Linked DNA regions of Hordeum vulgare: region 2 is linked to region 1. A link is a contact called in public Hi-C data. All regions are on one chromosome and are shown on one strand. The core of a region is the stretch at or near the end of the contact, and the rest is flanking DNA. Distances in the headings are between cores, read along the strand shown.

Evidence for each region. A called contact is a pair of places that touch in the nucleus more often than the background predicts.
Region 2: a Hi-C map of leaf shows a contact between it and region 1, with 3 times the contacts expected there. The contact joins the promoter of LOC123401760 here to the promoter of LOC123401031 in region 1. A contact is called at or near these places in 2 of 6 Hi-C or Micro-C datasets (leaf and seedling).

The regions. Positions count from the first base shown.
Region 1 is chr6H:116,440,777-116,447,027 of MorexV3_pseudomolecules_assembly, forward strand. LOC123401031 (protein RRC1-like) reads right to left here and starts at 4,657. Exons shown (of 18, transcript XM_045094748.1): 1 at 4,434-4,657; 2 at 3,938-4,012; 3 at 3,701-3,833; 4 at 3,504-3,549; 5 at 1,987-2,038; 6 at 1,765-1,905; 7 at 1,363-1,482; 8 at 1,107-1,272; 9 at 878-990; 10 at 506-577. The coding sequence starts at 3,997.
Region 2 is chr6H:116,823,653-116,830,394 of MorexV3_pseudomolecules_assembly, forward strand. It overlaps LOC123401760 (glyoxylate/succinic semialdehyde reductase 1), which reads left to right and starts at 1,611. Exons shown (of 8, transcript XM_045095613.1): 1 at 1,611-1,911; 2 at 2,063-2,173; 3 at 2,281-2,382; 4 at 4,896-4,997. The coding sequence starts at 1,807.

The DNA.
Region 1 (6,251 bases), core at 3,407-5,906:
TCATTCAGTTATTAGGACGAACCGGTTTTCTCATGAAAGGTTCCAATATGTACAAATTTGTAACACAAATTTTGAATTTGACCATGGCTATACTATTCAACTTATCCACATTTTTCTCAGGCTAGATTATTTTCCAGGTAGTCACTAGGATATATTTAATCATCATTCCTGGTGATGAACACATGTGGAAGGACTACAAAATTGATGCAACACAGAACAGACGAAAAGATATTCCACAAGCTAATTCGTATGAAACAAGGGAACATAGAATTTTCTCCTGTACCATAGAATTCAAGCACTCGTGTTTTCTGAAAAAAAAAAACTGAAATGATACTGTGGCTTATTATGAATAATGAACCATTCCTTCATCCTTCAAAAGGTCTCAATGAAGAACATGTGAATATTTTCAATGGTATTGCTTTATTGTAATGATGATATGGATAGTAAGACCACTACACAGCACAAGGACAGATACATTTGCAATAAAAACTAAAAAGTCACCAACCAGCTCTGAGGTTTGTTGTGTAACAGATGCAACAGGTGGACCTCCGGGACCAGATATGATGACAGTACCACCCTGCATAACATAAAAATACAAAATATCATCAACAACTGACAGGAAAACACCAAAAACATGCAATCTACTCCCTCCGTTCCTAAATATTTGTCTTTTTAGAGATTCAACTACGGACTACATACGGAGCAAAATGAGTGAATTTACCCTCTAAATTATGTCTATATACATCCGTATGTAGTCCATAGTGAAATCTCTAGAAAGACAAATATTTAGGAACGGAGGGAGTACTTGCTACTTGCAACTTCCAGAAAAATTACAAGAGTTAGGTGCCCTTAGGAACTTTGGGATGAAAGTATCAACCTCCTTGTTTCTGATCGCCATGTGTCCTGGAGGAGGAGCAGGCAGTGCTTGTGATGGAAGAGCAACAGATTTGCCCCACCCAATCTTCAGCTCATAGTCATACACAACGACACCTGAGAAATAACTCGGTAAACAGAAAGCAGGAATACAAGTAGTACTTCAAAAGTAACGAGTACGTTTCAAGTTCCTATAACATGATAGCCACCACTTTATGGAAGTGCACAGTAACCTTGCATTTCATCCTTGGCTGCCTGTCCTTCTGCTCTATTCATGAATGCAACAAAGCCACAATGCCTTTGCCTTTTGCGTTCTTCTTCTGTTCGAGGCCACATGATCTTGACGCTCGCAATAGGTCCAAATCGACCAAATGTCCGCAGAAGAAAATTCTCATCCACCTAACAGCATACAGTTTATATTGCACGGTTAAGCTAACCATGATGCATGTACACTTATTATGTCTAGACAGAACTAGTGAGGAAATCAACCTTAGGAGAGAGATTGCCAACATATAAATTTGTTGTTTGAGGATCCCCATCATCAAATGATCCTGGCAGTCTCCCAGTGGGATCAAATTCATCTGGTAGTTCATCAAAACGGCTAGAGGCCTGCAGAAAATGGCTTCAAGAATCAGTATATCATATACAAGGACAAACTACAAAGACTCTGAAAGAGAAATAGGAGGCAATCACAAATTTATCCTATCAGCTGGAAACGTGTTGCAAAAATGTTCCTCAAAGTCAGCAAACAGGATTTAGTTTCACATTCTAGTCGCCTAACAGGGAACATTTCAGCATATATAATAAAAATTACCCAATGATTTATTTCATATTACGTCTAGTAGAAAGAACCAAAAGGTCCACTCTAGCATACACTAAAACAGAACCTACCACGGAGGTGTCACCATGTCGACTGGCTCGTTCTTGATTACGCCTTTCTCGAAGCTCTTTCTCCAACTTCAATTCCTCCATGACAGTATCTATTGCCCGTGGCTTTCCTTTTTCCTTCTCCTTTGGCCGCTCATCTTCCTTCTGCAGGTCAAGGTAGTAATGCTCAACCGAAGAACCATACTGACTACAGAGGCAATCATGAGAATAACGTCAGTGACAAACCTTTTTCTCTGGTTCTCTCCCAAATGAGGGTGGCAGAAAAGATGGAACATACCTGGATAAAAATATGCTATGTATAAGGTATGTATTACACTCGTAAGTTACTATGCCGCATGTCATTTGTACACTAGATGCCATGGGATTATGGATAACAGCAAAAGCTAAAGGATATTTGAGTAACTGAACCCAAAAGATAACCTAATTTACTTTCTACAGGGCCGTGCCTTCAATGATTTAGTGGATACTACAGAGCATTCTTAACTTTGCTAGCATGAGAAGCGAGACAAGTAAAAGTCAAAGTAAAGGTCCAATCTGCATTGCAGTTTAGGACTACCTACATTTTTCCACGTTTGAATAAAATAATTAGTTGAAAACATCATTTTTTGTCACAAAAGCAAACTCATATCAGAACTAGTAAACATTCGCTGCAACTAACAAAATTCTATGACACATTAGCCAGAAACTGGACCTAAACATGGATTGCAGTTGTTAACTTAATTGTATGTTTTTTGCAAAATTATGTCAGACTTTAAACATTGGTTTTATTCTTAGTGAAAACAGTGTTAGAATCATTTGATTTCTAGTTCCTACTATCTCTGTACCAAAATACAAGACGTTTTTGTAGGCTAAACTAGCCTATGAAAACATCTTATATTTTGATATGAAGGGAGTAGTTAGTTAATAACAGAAGTTACAGGGGTCAGAGTACAAGTAGCCTCAAACCACAATGTGATTATAAAAACAAAACCATGTGCACGCACTAGTTGATCACTTATCCCGACCGGACAGCATCAGATGTTAATCACAGAAATTTTGGAAGTTGGCTCAAGATTCTAGGAGAGTACAATCGGCGTCATTGACATTCAATAACTTCACAAAAGCTTGATGCATTTGGTAGTTATTACAGTAATACCATTAAATATGGCATTTGCTGGGGATGAATTATTATTCATACATGTTCTACAAATTTAGAGTAATCTCGTGATTAATTGCACTTTGATAGAAACAACATGGATACTCTCTTCGTGGTATGTGACTCTACAAAGTCATGACCACACTACTCGTGTACCGTAAACAAAGGAGAACACAAATTCTGCACCACTAATACACTATCAAGTTCTTGAGCATTAGGTCAGCGCAACGATGAATAGCTATGTTGAGAAAGCACAATTATAGTCTGACCTACAGTATAAATGCAGGTGCACTATGTGTCATGAAATGAGATGGCATGGTTGTTCATAAGGCCAGACAAGACTATTTATTTTCTTCTTCAAACCACACATATTTTAAATGCATTCAACCCTTGGCAACAAAAGGTAAATAAACAAATAATTCAGGAGTCATAATTGTAACATATAGTAAATTATAAGCCAGAATATATATCATCAGGCGTTTCAAAACTGCTCATGCTTGGTCTCTGAAGTCTCATTTCTGGGTATATCAGCACATGACTGTCTAAAGATGTAGCCGTGGTGCCACAGGATACCATCTTCTAGAAATCAAGTATTTATTTCAGTTACCTACTGCCCTTCTTTGGAACAGACCCCCTATCTTTGGAATTTCCACCTGTCATCGCCGAATGAATAAAAAGGGCAGCCTCTTGATTAATTAGAGCAATAAAAGAAACAGTGCATATATCCATCATGATTGATACTGAAACTAGAAACTGGAAGGTAACCATGGCAAAGTAGAGGAGAATGAAACCCCTATCACTAACCTTCAGAATCAGCTCTCAGCTTGGCATTGGGATCGATAACACCCCCTCGGACAAACTTTGACCCAGATGCGCTTTCACCCTCGAATGACTTGACAAACTCCGCGTACACGCGCGCCGCTTCGTCTTCCTCCCTCTTCACAATACCAAAGAGTTAAAATCAGATATGAACCAAAAGTGTGTGCAGAAAACAAGGTGAAGTATCTCAGGAAAGGTTTAAAAGGGACCCAAACCCCTGACCTTCTTCCTCGCCTCCTCATTCTCCTTATGCCGATTGAACGGAACCTTCTTCGAACTCATCTGGACAATACTTGCCTGCAATCATCACCAAAGGGCGTCAGAACACGTCTACTTCAAATATTTCTACTACCATATATGCCATCAAAATAAAATTCTACACCAGCACATAAGAAAACACGCAGGGAAACACATGAACGTGAGGACTAAAGTCATAGCGAACATTCTTGTGCTAAGAGCGACAGTCCCCAGGCTCCCTTCCGTACCCCGCTAAAGCGCAATGCGGCCTACCAACGCCAGCCAGGCACAAACCCTAGCTCGGCTGAACCCCAACTTTATGAGGGGGGGAACCAAGCTGATGTTAGATCAAACCGGGTCAAATCCAAGGCTAACCGGATAGATTCAAGCGTCTCAGAAAGTAACAAGGTTGCGCATTTGATTGCTCGCAGCAACGAACAAGGAACTCCTCGAAGTAAAAAATAATTTAGGGCTTCCGTACCACCGAGAGAAGGACTCGCCTGGACGGATCTCCTGTCCGCTCCACGCTAGGGCAGTTGGGGGCGGGGCGGCGCGGGAAAGAAATCTCGGGCGCTTCTTCACAGCGTCGGCGAAGAGAGGATTCGGCGACCGCCTGAGTCGGGAGTCGACCACGGAGATTGGGGTCCCTGGGGCACCGGAGGGGAGGTGTATATTGGTCAGGGACTCGGGAGCAAGGTGCGGACCTGCACCGTCCGTCCGATCAAAATCCAGTTTCCGGATCAACCACCTACAGGCTAAGCAGTCGGAGACGGACACCGGCAGACGGGCCGTGGCCAATCCTCGCGTCCTACATCTACTATCCCTAGGACGAATGAAAGGCAAATCCTATTTGGCGCTGCATGCGTCGGTTAAAGTGCTTTTTTTTAACCGGCACCTGCAGCGCCGGTCATGGGCCGGCCCAGTGGGAGGACGGTTTTCCCGTATTTTTTCATTTAGTTTTTTTAGGACTTGTTTTTCTTTGAGTTTTTTTTCCTTGTTTCTTTTATTTACTCTTTTTATTAAATTTTCATTTTCATTTTATTATATATTTTTTGTTTTGTTTTTTCGAAAAAGTGCAGGCTTGTTTTTATTAACTTTTTTCCAAATTCATGAATTAGTTTTCAAAATTCGTGACCTTTTTTGAATATTGGTGAATTTTTTCCAAATTTTGATGATTTGTTTTTAAATTTGATGAACTTTTTTTTAAATGCATGAACTTTTTTAAGGTTTGTGAACTTTTTTTCAGTTCAACAAACTTTTTTTAAAACATTTTCCAAAATCTTGAATTAATTTTTTAAATCCATGAACTTTTTAAAAATTTGTGAACTTTTTTTTAGATCACAGTGAATTTTTTTCAACTTCATCAACTTTCGTTTCAAAATTTATGAACCATTTTCACTTTTATAAACTTTTTGTGTTCAGTTTTTTTTTGCTTTTTTGGTTTTTTTATAGAAAATTTAGCCCTGGAACTGGGTCGGCCCATTTTGCGGGGCATGTAGGCGCTGGTTCTCCTAGCCGGCGCTTAAGGCACCGACTAGGAGCTTTCCGAATGGAACGGATCCAAACAATATGGGTCATTCGTCTACAAAATCTATAACTAACATGAATCTTTTCATATTTAACACAAGAAACCACAACCATTACCAGGTTGATCCATCGCTAACCACACTAACCATAAGACACATCCCACCCCTTGAAAAAACATCCCACCATTACCAGGTTGATCCATCGCTAACCACACTAACCATAAGACACATCCCACCCCTTAAAAAACATCCCACGACCACCACGCACCATGCCTCCCGCCCCCGCCCCACCTCCATGTTGGAAATATGCCCTAGAGGGAATAATAAATTAGTTATTATTATATTTTTCTGTTCATGATAGTCGTTCATTATTCATGCTATAATTATATTGATTGGAAACACAAATACATGTGTGGATACATAGACAAAACACTGTCCCTAGTAAGCCTCTAACTGACTAGCTTGTTGATCAAAGATGGTTAAGGTTTCCTAACCATAGACAAGTGTTGTCACTTGATAACAGAATCACATCATTAGGAGAATGATGTGATGGACAAGACCCAAACTATGAACGTAGCATGTGTTCGTGTCATTTTTTTGATATTGTTTTCTGCGTGTCAAGTATTCATTCCTATGACCGTGAGATCATGTAACTCACTGACACTGGAGGAATACCTTGTGTGTATCAAACGTTGCAACGTTACTGGGTGACTATAAAGGTGCTCTACAGGTATATCCGAAGGTGTCCGTTGAGTTAGCATGGATCAAGACTA
Region 2 (6,742 bases), core at 361-2,860, 380 kb after region 1:
GGAAAAGAACTTGCATGACATCTTTTGTCCTACCCTCCCGTGGCAGCGGGGTCCTAATGGAAACTAAGGGATATTAAGGTCTCCTTTTAATAGAGAACCGAAACAAAGCATTAGCACATAGTGAATACATGGGATCCTCATACTATGGTCATCTCCGGGAGTAGTTCCGGTTATTGTCACTCCGGGGTTGCCGGGTCATAACACATAGTAGATGACTACAACTTGCAAGATAGGATCAAGAACATACATATATTGATGAAAATATAACAGGTTTAGATCTGAAATCATGGCACTCAGGCCCTAGTGACAAGCATTAAGCATAGCAAAGTAGTAGCAACATCAATCTTAGAACATAGTGGATACTAGGGATCAAACCCCATCAAAACTAACTCGATTACATGATAGATCTCATCCAACCCATCACCGTCCAGCAAGCCTACGATAAGATTACTCACGAACGATGGAGAGCATCATGGAATTGGCGATGGATGATGGTTGATGATGACGACGACGTCGATTTCCCCTCTCCGGAGCCCAGAACGGACTCCAGATCTGCCCTCCCGAGGAAGAACATGCGGTGGCGATAGCTCCGTATGTGAAACGCGATGAAATCTTCTCTCCTATTTTTTTCTGGGCGAGAGAGGTTATATGGAGTTGGAGATGAAGTCGGAGGAGCCACGTGGGCCCCACGAGCCTGCTAGGCGCGCCCTAGGTGGGGGGGGGGGCGCCTGCAGGGCTCCTGGCCCACTGAAAGCGTATCTTCAATTGATTCTTTCTCTGATATTTTTATATATTTCATACAAAAACCCTCGTAAGTTTTCAGGTCATTCCGAAAACTTTTATTTCTGCACAAAAACAACACCATGACAGTTCTGCTGAAAACAACGTCAATCCGGGTTCGTTTCATTCAAATCATGCAAATTAGAGTCCAAGACAAGGGCAAAAGAGTTTGAAAAAGTAGATACGTTGGAGACGTATCACCAGCCGTCGGTGCAGCTCAGATCCATGGAGTGGGGAAGGAGATGAGAGGAGGGGAGGCGGCCGCCGGTCGACGGAGAAGGGTGGAGCACCGATGGAGCTCACATCCATGAAGGGGAAGGGACGAGGGGGAGGGAGGAGCGGGAGGCATCGCACCTGGGAGCGAGGGCGACTGCGAGGGAGGTAACCGTTCCACGTGGTCCGACCGTTTTTGAGGTATGACCTTGTTCCACATCTGGGCCGAATATTCGATCGGGGGGAATCACTGCGTGCCGGCTCCGCGAGAATGTGGGCTTGGAATGGGTCGAACCCATGGCGTTTCATGCCATCCCTCCAACTCCAACTGAACACACCCTAAGTATTCCTAATGTTTGTACACGCAAAGAACAAAAACAAAATATTGGAAGAGTTTTATTTGGGACCTTTGAAAGCAATAGCATCCGTCCATAATAATCTGAGAAGTATTATTGAGGTGGGAGAGTTTTATTAAGAATCCGCTGGATGGAGTTGCTCAGCGCACCAGAAACTCTTGGATAAGTGTTAAAAAAAAAAAACTCTTGGATAAGTGTTAAAAAAAAAAACTCTTGGATAAAGCGAACGACAAGGAAAAAAAAATAAAAAAAAATCGAGGGGACCATTGAGGAGCAGGAGCCTCGGCTGCCCACTGGAGGAGCACAAGCGGGTGTCGCTAGTGGCGGGTGCGGGTGCGCGTGCAGTCAGGAAGAGGGGACGAGAGAGAGGAGGGGAGAGGAGCCAACCCCGCCGCCACGGCTTCCGCGTGCTAGGAAGACGAAGAAGAGTAGCAGCAGCAGGGAGAGGGAGGCCGCGATGGAGGTCGGCTTCTTGGGGCTGGGCATCATGGGTAAGGCAATGGCGGCCAACCTCCTCCGCCACGGCTTCCGCGTCACCGTCTGGAACCGGACCCTCTCCAAGGTACGCGATGCCCCCCTGATTCGTCGGATCCATCCGTCTGCGGTTTGGTCCTCTGGAGGAGGATCGACCGATTGATTCATGTCCCATACTCCGTTTATTTTGTTCCTATCCGATAATAATCCCGAGAACCCGTGGCAATTTGTGTTGGCAGTGCGACGAGCTCGTCGCGATGGGCGCCGCCGTCGGGGACACGCCGGCGTCCGTCGTGGCCAAGTGCAAGTACACCATCGCCATGCTCTCCGATCCCAGCGCCGCGCTATCTGTTAAGTGACGCCGGGAACCCTTTTTGTTCTTACTCCAGCGTTGCGGGATGCCGTTGTTGTCGCTGATATGATATCCCCATTTCCTGGCCTTTTCAAATTCATCTAGGTTGTTTTCGACAAGGATGGTGTGCTCGAGCAAATCGGGGAGGGCAAGGGCTACGTGGACATGTCCACTGTTGATGCTGCAACTTCTTGCAAGATAAGCGAGGTATTCTTCTTGCTTATGGCTTGTAACAGTCAGGTGCCATTTCTTTTTGCCCCGTGCACTGTCTTAAGTTCGACTGGCTGGGCATCATTATTAGCACATACTGGAAAGGGGTGAGGCTGTGTTTTTTTTTTTTTTGGTTTTCAATCCTGAGCTCCTGAATTCGTTGCTCAGAGGGTTAAGTTGATTAAGTTGCTGTGAATCCATTTCTCGCCTTCTGCATCATTGATGGCATCGTTAGCACATACTATGTTTCAGATAGTTGAGTTACATTTTATTCTATCTACTTGTGAATAGAGTTCACCAGAGATAAAAATTCTGTAGCTGGACACAGGTAGGTTGACATATTTTTTTTTGAACAAAAGGGGTTCCCCCCCCCCCCCCCCTACCCCACTTTTTATAAATGGAGCACAAAAAGCCCATAAACCAGGTACATAGCAGTTAACACACCAACCGAAAATAACCACAGGCAGACCCCAACAAAGGAAGCTGTCCTGGAAAGTGCAAGGTAGTCTACTTTTATTACAAGCAAGATAAACTACCAAGGGAGAAAAGAAACTAAGGATAAGGACAGGTCTTCAGATCATCGCCAAGCAATCCTGAGGATCTCCCCCCGACGCTTGTCCAGCAGACAAATGAACTGTTTCAGTTCGGTTTGCTGAGCAGCGCCACAAAGAACTTCCCATCGAAGCAAAATCCCTCTTAACTTGACAATGTTGCAGTCCAGACTTCTCCATTTGCGCCCCTGGAAACAGAATTCATTTCTTAATTTCCATATACTCCACAAGGAGGCAGCAATTACCAAGTTAAGAACAGGCTTTTGTTTATTAACTTTCCAAAAGGAAGCAACCTCACTAATGCAACTTATTCTGCAAATCTTAAAGAAATCAGATATAATATCCCAAATCAGGTTAGAGTTCACACACTCAAAAAATAAATGCTGGATGGATTCATCTTCACTACAAAATAGGCAAGACTTATCCTCAATTGTTTTCCTTTTAGCCACATTATCTCTAGTCAAGGATTTGTTATATAAACACAACCACAAAAACACATGTATTTTCTGAGGACACAAAGTTTTCCATAAAGAGTCTCCAAAAGGAGATACCACACCTCCAAAGTTGATACACTTATAAAAAGACTTAACAGAGTAAATGCCTTTTGATTCCAAATCCCAAACAGGAGTATCAAGAGAATCAGATAAAGGATAATTCTTTATATGATTAATAAGCATTCCCCAATCACTTAGTCCACTACGATCAACACACCTTCTAAATGATAGCTTAAGTGTCACCCCATCCCACACTTGGGCCACAGCACATTCTTGTTGATTACAGATCTCAAACAATTTCCAAAACCTTACTTTAAGGGAACACTCCCCAGCCCAAACATCATGCCAGAAACTTATATTAGCACCATTTCCTATTTTCCAATGATAAAAATTTCTAGATGCTTGTAAAGCCCAGGAAACACTTTTCCAGAAAGGAGATCCAAATTTTGTTTTGGTCCAAAAAATATTTGGACAAGTCACATCATACTTATAAGCAATCACATTTTTCCAGTCCCCGGAATTATTCCTAAAAAATCTTTTTCCCCAGGAAGGTAGGTTGACATATTAAAAGAGGAAACCGAGGAGTCACCTAATAGGCATATCAATTATACCAAACGAGGCACAGAGGGTGAGGCAGGGAGGGTGATTTATACGTGGAATGATAACCAACAGCAATAAAATGAGGATGTGGATTCTAACTAGTCAGACCATACCTATGAGGCGAGTAGTGTGTGACTGCATGCTCCTGTAGTTGCAGCTACAGCTGCTGGTTCTGGGATGTTGAGACTGGAACAGAACTCAGTGAACACTAGCGCGGTGAACCCGTTGGTGAACATGTCCGCATGCTTAGAATTAGTTAATATAATTCCCTTTTTCTAGTAGAATACAAACATCAACTTCAATGTGCTTGATCCATTTATGCTTCACCGAGTTGGCAGACAATTATTATATGATGATGTTGTTTCAGTAAACAACACTGCAGTATGCAAGTAGATGATGTAGCTCCTGCAGCAGCTGCCGCAACCAACATGTCTCACTGACGACATGAGTGGTGGCATGATACTTGGCTTACACCATAGACTGTGACTCGGGGACGTTCACATTTAGAGGACCAAGAATGATATTATCGTCCAAAACATACGTAGAATTGACGTGTTGAACAGCAAGCGTAAGGAGTAGGATACCCAACTCAATCAGTATAGGCACAAGTGAGAAAAGATGTAGGAGACATGGAATAATGTGCATTCCTAGATCAGTAATGGACTTGATATAACATTGTATAGTTAAGCACAGTTGGATGAATACAAGTGACAAATATTGCATTTGCCTATATTTGTGTTTCGAGCAAATGCTAAATCTTAGTCCTTGTTTGTTGATAGTATCAACATAATAAATTTCTAGCATTTTTGTGAGTTTATTACTTTATTCCTCTCTTCCCCAACTAACATGGTTTTCTTGTTTGCAGGCGGTTAAACAAAAGGGCGGAGCTTTTGTTGAAGCTCCAGTTTCAGGGAGCAAGAAGCCAGCTGAAGATGGCCAATTGGTCATTCTTGCTGCAGGCGACAAGGTAATTCACTCTGTTGTGATGATCACTTGCAAGTGTTTGTACTTACTGGTTTTGGAAGGTTCAATATCTCCAGCTTGCTTAAAACAAAGATTTTTCTTAGAAACATTTTCCGCCATATTTTGGTCTTTGTACATACTGGTTTTGGAAGGTTCAATATCTCCAGTCCTCTGCTTTCGGTTGAGTGCTAGTGGTAATTTTGATACGATGATCATAATATTTTCCTTGTTATGTAAAGCAGGGGAAACTCATTTTTCTTGTAGCAAAAACAGTGAAACTCTTGGCAATTCAACCCTTCTAGTGACCATAATAATTTCTTACCTATGTATACCTGTTTGGTTATACAGCTACTCCCCCCTTTTTTCTTTTCTGCCAAATGTTAACATAATAGTACAGCAGTATCACCAAGGACACATTTTAGGGAGACAATTGCAGGCCCTGTGCCACTCCTGCGAGCGGCCCGGGCGCAACCCTAGGCGCCGCCGTCGGCACCCACTTCGCTGCTCACCTCCCTCGCCGCCGCCGGGTAAAGCCAGCGCGTGCGTGTCGGTCGCGTGGAGGTGCGGTCCCGCGGCTGCTCGGTGAAGCTTCGTCGGCTGGACGGCTAGGGGCGGTGCCGGTGCTCTCGGGCACTGGGCGGCGTGGATCTGATGAGGCTCGTCCCCGCTGCTTTGCTCTAGGCTGCTGGGCGCGCAAAGGGAGCCACGGCGTCGGCGTGGGCCTCCCGCGATGCGTTCAGGGGCGAGCGCCTCGGGTTGGCGCGGGGTTTGCTCGCGTGATGCGGGCGGCGGCCACGACGTAGAGGTTAGTCACCGCCGGCGCGCGGTGGCACCGGGGGCCGAGGGTGTGACCAGAAAGAAGAGGGCGCTTTCGTGCTGGGGGCGCCATGGCTGGGATGTGGCATCGGTACTGCAGTACGGTGGGGGCGGATTGGATCTCGTTCCCCTTTTGCGAGGGGTGGATTTGCTCGCTCTGGTGGATCTGGTGCTGGCCAGAGGTGCGTGCGTGTCATGCGGGGTGAAGGAAGCGTGGCATCGGGCTGTGCCGGATTGGCTTGCTCGCGGGCAGGCCAAGGGCGCTGCACCATGAGGTGGAGCCGGTGGACGTAGACCATGGGGATTGTGTGTTGTGCAGTGCAGTGCTTCGGATCTGCTCGGATTCGGAGGTGTGGTGGAGCTCCGGGCGAAAGCCCAACCCTGACTTTGGGTCGGTGCCGGCAACGGCGGCGCCATGGCGTCGTTCCCCTTCTTGAAGGCGTTGTCGTGGAGCTCCATTGCATGACTCTCCGGGAGAAATCTCTAGCGTCGGATGGTCGAAGCGGGCGATGGTGGCGGCTATGTTGTTTCCTTCTTCGAGGCATCGCCTTGGAGAGTCAGCATACTGCAGTTTGCAAAGATCTCCTCGTCGTCGGGGACAGTGGGCGTCGGGGTGGCGGCTCCGGGTGGTTTCTGTTTGTGCGTCGAGATGGCGATCTCGTGAACAATGTGAGTGGCAGCTCTATGAGGTGGGGCTCTATCTCGACATTGATTGGGTGGCATCCTTGTCTCGCTTGGGCGGTAGGGGTGTCGGATTGGTCGATGCGCCCCAGAGGGGGCGGAAGCCCTGGATGTGGTGTGACGTCCGTGGTCTGCAAGCGGTTACCCTGAGCAGCGTTGGCTGCGGGCAGTTGGGTTGTGCGGTGTTGCTGCTCGAAGGGAGCTGTGGTATTTCGGGGCGGCGGCCCCGGAAGGCGGTGTCTGTTGTTTGTG